2 separate regions of the Mus musculus genome follow, and region 1 is linked to region 2. Evidence: chromatin contacts called from public promoter capture Hi-C data. All regions are on one chromosome and are shown on one strand. The core of a region is the stretch at or near the end of the contact, and the rest is flanking DNA. Distances in the headings are between cores, read along the strand shown. Region 1 holds the start of Cavin1 (caveolae associated 1). Region 2 overlaps Stat3 (signal transducer and activator of transcription 3).

Region 1 (3,946 bases), core at 110-2,609, 54 kb after region 2:
CCCAGACCGCCACCTCCACCCGCCCCACTTACACTCCTAACGCCCACCCTACCTGCCCCACCCGCTCCCAGCAGGCGCCAAGGGCGCCCGCGCACTGCAAGACCCTTGGGAACTGAAAGTGCCTGGAGGCCAGGGGCAGATCGCGGCCTAGGGACATGCGTGGGTAGCCGAGGTTGGTGCGGGGGCGCGGGGATAGGGTGTGGGGGGCTGACGATCGTGTCCCTTGCATGGCGCCCCCGCCACTGCGTGCCTGAGCCCTGAATCACCCGCTATATCGGGCCCGCAGCGCCGGAGGCCCCAGGTCCCGGGCCCCACCTTTAGTGTCTGCTTACAGAGGGGCATACAGAGACCACCAGAGACCTCGGGCATTCCCTCCCTTTTCCCTCTCTCCGCCCCACCAAAAAAAAAACTTCCTCCAAGTGGAAAGGCGTTTGACAGAGACAAGCTGGGAGCATTCAGCGTTCCCAAGTCTAGCCCGCTAACTTTTCCGATAGGAGTTAGAGACCGTGGGGAGGAGCCTGGAGAGGAAGGCGCAGGGTGCGCCCCTCTGTGAGCCCCAAGAGTTTGCCACTCCCTAAACCCCACTCCAACTGGGTTCACAGGAAGGGGGGAGGAGCTCCTGACCGCTCTCACCAGGCCGGGCTGGCGGAGAGACGAGCCTCGGCCGGGTGTCCCCACCCGGATCCCAGGCCGGGACCCCAGCTCTGGGCGCGGTCCGCCCCGCGGGCTCACCTGGTAGATCATGACTTTGAAGTTGCGGCGCCTCAGCAGCTCCGCCTCGTTGACCTCCAGTTTCTTTATCTGGCCGGCCTGGCGCTCCAGGCTGCCGCGCACGGTCTTCACGTTGACGCTGACCTTGCGCACCTTCTCCAGCAACTTGCTCACGGTGTTGCTCGTGGTGGCGTGCGCCTTGCCCAGCTTGCTCAGCTCTCCCTGGATGCTCTGCACAGCGCCCTCCATCTCCGCCTGTCGCTCCTCCAGCTGGGCTTGGGTCAGCTGGATCTGGTCAACGGCGCCGATGATTTTATCCAGAAGGCTCAGCACCAGCACACCGTTCACCTGGTCCGACTTGATCAGCTCGTCGGAGCCGGTCCCCGACGGCTCCTCCGTGGCCCGCGCCTCCCCTTGGGTGGGCTCCGGGCCCTCTGAGGAAGCATCGGGAAATCCGGAATACGGCCGCTCAACGATATGGAGCGTGACATCCTCCATGGCTTCCCGGAGCCGTGCGGGGCCGACCGGGTGGAACTGGAGCGGGAGACCGGGAGAGAAGGAGGAGCGAGAGACTGGACAGCGAGCAGGAGCCCAGAGCGGAGGAAACTCGAGCCACGTCCGTGCGCACCGGGACTCTAGCCAGAACTGTGGGGCGGGGAATCTGCGAGTTGCCCGGCTCCTAGACCAAACCCGGAGTCCCGTCGGCCATTGGCTGGCCCCACCCCAGAAAGGGAGGAACCGGGGCAGGAGGGGAGACCAACCCCGGAGGGGCAGCAGAGGGGAACCCAAGAGCTGGGCGCCCCACCCTGTTCAGGATGGTTGGAATAGTTGGAGCGGGAGTCTAGGGCCCCCCTTGGCAGTGGAGGCTGCGGCAGCGGGACTGGGGCAGAGGAATGTGAGCTGCGGAAAGGAATTAGGTCTTCGGAGTGTGCTCTACTCTTTCTCTTTCCTCACCCACAAACCCACTCCAGCCTTTTAAGATCAAGCTGAGGTCCAAATGGCGCGTGAATTGGGTGTAAACGAGTAGTTTGTGTCTATGCCTCATGTCCTTGGAGGATCCTTGCCCTATACAATCTTTTTCAAAGATTTGGGGGTCTGCCCCCATCGTCTATCTATACACTGAGTTACCACTGTCCCCCAAATCTTGTGGGGTTGTTAGTGAGAGAGAGGGAAGAGATGAAATGACAGAAAGGGTGACGGCCTAGAAAGGGCCTCTAGGTTTCTCTTAGAATTGTAAGGACAGGGCATGATTAAGGCGAGAAGTAAATTATAAAGTAAAAGCTTTTGGTCACTTCTCCCAGGGCCCCCTCCAGCAGATATCTAGCTAATTCTAAGAATGTGAGCGTCGGACTCGTTCTTCCCTTGGGTTCTCGGATATTAGGTGAGCATTCAGGGAGATCACGGAACCCCATCTCTTTACCTAGCAGAGAAAAGAAGGCCAAGAGGAGGCAGGTGGCTCTCCAGGGTTCACTCCAGGTTACTGTTGCCATCTGTTCTTAGCTCCAGGTCTCTGAACTCCACCGGTACTCAGTACCTTTCCCTGGGGCAGGAATTGGGGCAACTATAGCGGTACTACCGAATGGGGAAGCGAACAGTTTTCTTCATGGTGCTGAACACCAAGGAGCTGGCAGTTCTGAGCAGGCGCAGAAAAGTCCTTAGCACAGACGTCTAGAGACACAGGCTGCCCTGTGTCTCTAGACACAGGCCCTCAGCAATCCCTGGAGCCACCCCAATTCCCTTTCCCACAGAGATACTGAAAACCTTTTCCCTGATTAGGAAACCAGGCTTGGGGTTCCCCGCCTGGATGGGTTCTCGGCAAAAGGTCACTTCTAGTCTGGTGCCCACCCTCCTTAAGTTAAACGCTGCTCTGTGGAGACTCGAGGGTCGTCGATCTAATCAATCAATTCACCAACGTGTGGAGCAGATTGCCATATAGGGTATAGAACTTTAGGGACCTCTGAATAAAACAGCAATCCCCCAACACACCAATTGGTTTTCTCACTTGAGGTTAAAGAAGAGAGACCCTCAGGCGAGAGTGGCGACGCACGCCTTTAGTCCCAGCCATTGGGAAGCAGAGGCAGGCAGATCTCTGAGTTCGAGGCCAGCCTAGTCTACATAGTGAGATTCAGGATAGCCAGGACTACACAGAGAAACCCTGTCTTGAAAGACAAAACAAAAAAAAAGAGTGAACTTCTGCATACAATTGAATATTTGCCAGGTGTGATGGGATACCTTTGATCAAAGCACTTGGAAGGCAGACAGGCAGATGTCTATGAGTTCGACAGCATCTTGGTCTACATAGCTAGTTCTGGGCCAGCCAGAGCTATACACTGATACCCTGTCTCAAAAACAAAACAAATGGGGAAACAAACAAACAAAATAAACTACATGTTTTATAACCATCACAATGGGCAGATTACCAACTTTTTAAAAGAAAGAAAGAAAGAGAGAGAGAGAGAGAGAGAGAGAGAGAGAGAGAGAGAGAGAGAAAGAGAGAGAGAAGAAAAGAAAAAAAGGGGACTGGAGAGATTGCTCAGTGGTTACAGGTGCTTACTACTCTTACACAGAACCCAAGTGTGGTTCTCAATAACCACAGTTCCTCTGGGTACAGAGAATCCGATGTCCTCTCTTCTGCCCTCCACTGGCACCTGCACACACACACACACTAAATAAGTAAATAATTAAATAATTTAAGGAAATTATAGCAATTAAATTTTTTTTCTATTAAGAACTGATAATGCTTTAAGAAAAAAGAATGTCAGGAGAAAGCCTTACTGGACCTTCAAACTCTTTCTCTTCCTATATTTTCAGTATGGGGCATGGTAGTGCACACCTTTAATCCCAGCACTCGGGAGTCAGAGGCAGGTGGTATGAGTTTGAGTTTGAGGCCAGCCTGGTCTACAAAGCAAGTTCCAGGACAGTCAGGGCTGTTACATAGGGAAACCCTGTCCCCAAACACAAGTAAACAAAAGGCACACAGAAGAGTTGGCTCATGAGTTAAGAGCACTGCTGCTCTTGCAGAGGACCAGGTTCAGTTCCCAGCATCCACATGGTGGTTGACCACCATCCATAACTGCAGTTTAGGGGATCTGGTGTCCTCTTCTGATCTCCGCCAGCCCTAGGCCAGCACACGGTGCACATACATCCATGCAAGGAGAATGCTCATAGGCACTAAACAAATAAATCTTTTCAAAAAATTAAAAAGGTGTGTGTGTGTGTGTGTGTGTGTGTGTGT
Region 2 (3,498 bases), core at 283-2,782:
ATGGGTTAGAGTATGACACAAGCTTGCTGCTCTGCTGGCTTTCATGAGGCTGAGGTGGGCAGAACATCATTGCAAATGTTCAGAGGAAAGATAAAGTGTGTGTGAACCTTTGAATGAGAATGCTGCTCATATGTTTGAATGCTTGCCCATCAGTTAGTGGAAGCGTTTGGGAAGGATTAGGAGGTGTGGCCTGCTGGAGGTTTGTCACTGTAAGCCCATATCAGGCCTTATCTTTCTCTGCCTGCTACTGTGAGGATATAAAGTTCTCAGCTACTGTCCCTTGCCAGACTGCTTCCTGTCATGATGAGCAGTGCTTAACCGTCTAAAACTGTACGCAAGCCCCAAATTAAATGCTTTCTTTAGTAAGAGCTGTTTTGGTCATGGGTCTCTTCACAGCCACAGAACAGTAACTAAGATGCTGTGACCCTATTTTCTTCTGTTTTAAGAGATTTATTATTTTATGTATATAAAAGTTTTGCTTACATATTATATATGTGCAGTGTGTGTGTTTGTGTGTGTACCAGCAGAGGCCAGACACGAGCGCTGAATTTCCTGAAAGTAGAGTTACAGTTGGATGATGAATGGCCATGAGGGTGCTAGAAACTGAACTTGTGTTCTTTGTAAGAGCAGTCAGTGCTCTCAACTAACAAGCTATCTCTCTAGTCCCTGATGATCCTAGTTTCTATAGCTCAAGAGAAAAGGAAAATGAAACAGCATGTCACCAAATCCTTCTAGACTTTTCCAAACAGCAATTTCTTAGCCCTGTGGGGAATAACCTACCAACAGTAAGTCATAAGGAAAATAATTTCAGTCTAATAAGGAACTTCTTAATAGAAAAATTATCATTAAAGTAACAGTCCTCATTTGTATAGTTCAGTCTAAAGAAACTAGGGGAACCACAGGAGACCACAGATAGAAGGGATTTAATCACACAACTTCCTAAACTCTCTAAGACATGTATGAACATAAATGAACCAGTAAACCTAAAATGGAGGATGAAGAGAGGGACAAAATGCAAATGCAAATAAAAATCCACAACAGAAAGTGATACAGAGACATTTCTGAAGCGAGTGTAATGGGACTCACCCTTAATCCCAGCATTCGGAAGGAAGAAACAGCAGGCTCAGGAGTTTAAAGTCTGCCTCAGCTACATAATAAGTTCAGTGCCCACCTGAGCTAAGTGGGACTCTATCTTTAAAAGAGGACAATTCCTGTTCAATTTCACAGTGTGTCAAAAAGCCTTCTTTGGGGCCATATATGTAGCTCGGGCTGACCTGAAATTGGATATGTAGAGCAGACTGGCCTCAACATCAAGAGATCTGCCTGCCTGGCCTCCTGGGTACTAGGATTAAAGGTGTGATTCACCACTTCCTCTTCACTTCCAGCATGAAAGTCAGGAAAAAGGGGGGTAGGGGAAGGAGACAGAGAGAACACAAAACAAATAATGCACTGACCTATTCCTATGTACTGTGATGCGGAATACTGGCCCCAGGGTCGGTTGCCCCAGGGATGAGGAAATCCTCAAACACACCAAGTCATGTTATGCAACTTTGCTCCTTAGTTTAAAACTATTGGTTGACTAAGACACCTACAGCCTATAGCTGGGCAGAAGAGAGGTGGGTAGAATTTTGGTTTCTGGGCTTGGGGTCAGAGAAAGGACCATGAAAGGGAAGAGAGAGAAGGTGGAGAGAGGAAGACACCATGGGGTAAGAGATTGTGAGATCTGGCCATGAGGGCTGGCCAGTGGAGTAAGAGCGGCTCAAGTGGAACACGGCAAGTCATAGCTCAGGGTTATTTGCCTGAAAGTAGACAAAATAGACACAGAGAGATGATATCTGCTCAGCTTTAGTGTTGTTTAAGGCTTATTATAAATATAAAAGTTTTGGGTCTTTTATCTGGGAACTAAATGATCTAAGGTGGGGTAGAAACCCCCAATTGAGATTAAATATTTACTACAAAAATCCATAACTGATATGGGATATGCACCATATTTGATTTCAAATATTGTAGATAAAAGGAGCCAGAAGACAGCAAACCTTTAGATTGACACAGCCAGACGTGCTTTGTCAACCACTAAGTCGACGGTCAGAGCTGCCTCTAGCTCTAGAAAAAAGGAAAAGGACTCAGTTTGTGCGTAAGGTCACCTCCCCAGGCTGTGACCCTTCCACTCTCTCTACAAGGCTTGACTGCTGAATAGGCCTCCTCTTCAGCACAACAGGGACTACCCCGCCTCGGAAGGATGGTACTAAACTTAAGTGACGTCACAGGTGAACAGTAGTTGCTCCTTCTGAGTCTTTGACCCTCTCATTTAACAGGAATTCCATTTCTCAGTGCCTCAGGAAGCCAAAGAGCAAACAGTTCATCCAATTCCCTAGGTGTTATCAGAGACAACCACAGAGCTTTCCCTGATATGGAGAAGCACGTGCATTATAATGGACCCTGCTGTCATATCCTGGGGGTGGGGTGGGGGGAATTAGCATCTGGTGACCCTACCTCAGGACAGATGTCTGAAGATGATCAAATCTCTCCACACATATTTTGCACAGGATAGCTCTAGGCCTAATAACACTAAAGATGAAAATGCATGCTTTCAATTCCTATCCTTAGAGCTTAGATATGGGAAGATCAGTTTAAGGACATCCTTCCACTAAATGGTGAGTTTGAAGCCAACCTGGACTATGCTAGACCCTGTCTTAAAACCACCACCAGCAGCATACAATGAAAAACCCACTAAGTACTATTCAAAATAAAAAGATGAATGTCAACAAGAGCCTTGGTTGAAGAACAATCCAAAAGCTAGAGGTGTAGCTGAGTTAGTGAAGAGATTCCCTAGCACGTACGAGGCCCTGGGTTCCACTGCCAACACCACATAAAACCAGGCATGGCATGGAGATGTGCACACGCAAGCACTCGGGAGGTGGAGGCAAAAGCATCAGAAGTTCAAGGTCATCCTTATTATACAGTGAATTTGAAGATAGCCTGGGCTACATGAGACCCTGTCTTCAAAAAAAAAAAAAAAAAAAAAAAAAAAAGAAGGAAGAAAGAAAAGAAGAAAACCAGTATCTATAGCTGAATACCGTGTGGAACTTTCATCTCATCTTTGTGCTAACCATTGATGATAATGATGATGTGGTGCATCCAGAAGACAATCTTCAAGGAGTCATTTCTCTCCTCCCACTGTGTGGGTGGTAGGGATCAAACGTAAGCTGTCGGGCTCAGCTGCAAGCACCTTTACCTGTTGAGCCATCTCATTGGTCAAGACAATATTTTATCTTCATCTTACCGAGGAGAAATGAAGGCCCAGAATTTGACATGATTTATTCAGGATCTCACAGGCAGTAATGGCATGGAGCAGCATCCTGATGCAGCCTGCTGTCAGAGCTCCTGGGGATTCTGATCTGGGAATTTTGTCATGAGTCAAGAACGATGCTAAGTCAAAGAACTTTTCCAGAGTTCCAACAGATGTATGGCGCCTGAGCCAAAGGGTCTGTTAGTCTT

The links. Promoter capture Hi-C pulls out the DNA fragments that hold promoters and counts their contacts.
Region 1: a contact with region 2 is called in a promoter capture Hi-C map of liver. The contact joins the promoter of Cavin1 here to the enhancer-like site in region 2. A contact is called at or near these places in 14 of 39 promoter capture datasets (the 3T3-L1 cell line, the C10 cell line, the HPC-7 cell line and 9 more), 1 of 15 datasets of contacts at CTCF or cohesin (CD8 T cells), 26 of 484 Hi-C or Micro-C datasets (the 3T3-L1 cell line, the C10 cell line, the CH12 cell line and 18 more), 19 of 115 datasets of contacts at active chromatin or transcription factors (CD8 T cells, the HPC-7 cell line, craniofacial prominence and 12 more) and 3 of 9 other capture datasets (adipose tissue, liver and pancreatic islet).

The regions. Positions count from the first base shown.
Region 1 is chr11:100,969,258-100,973,203 of GRCm38.p6, forward strand. It overlaps Cavin1 (caveolae associated 1), which reads right to left and starts at 1,360. Exons shown (of 2, transcript NM_008986.2): 1 at 733-1,360. The coding sequence starts at 1,209.
Region 2 is chr11:100,915,104-100,918,601 of GRCm38.p6, forward strand. All of the region lies in intron 1 of Stat3 (signal transducer and activator of transcription 3), which reads right to left. Among named protein-coding and RNA genes, the nearest start is that of Gm46295, 21 kb to the right of the region's middle. Within about 2 kb of position 1,533, at least 20 of the 459 cell types and tissues checked have an H3K27ac peak or open chromatin away from gene starts, as enhancers often do. A contact at or near this core is called in liver and trophoblast stem cells, where this site is marked.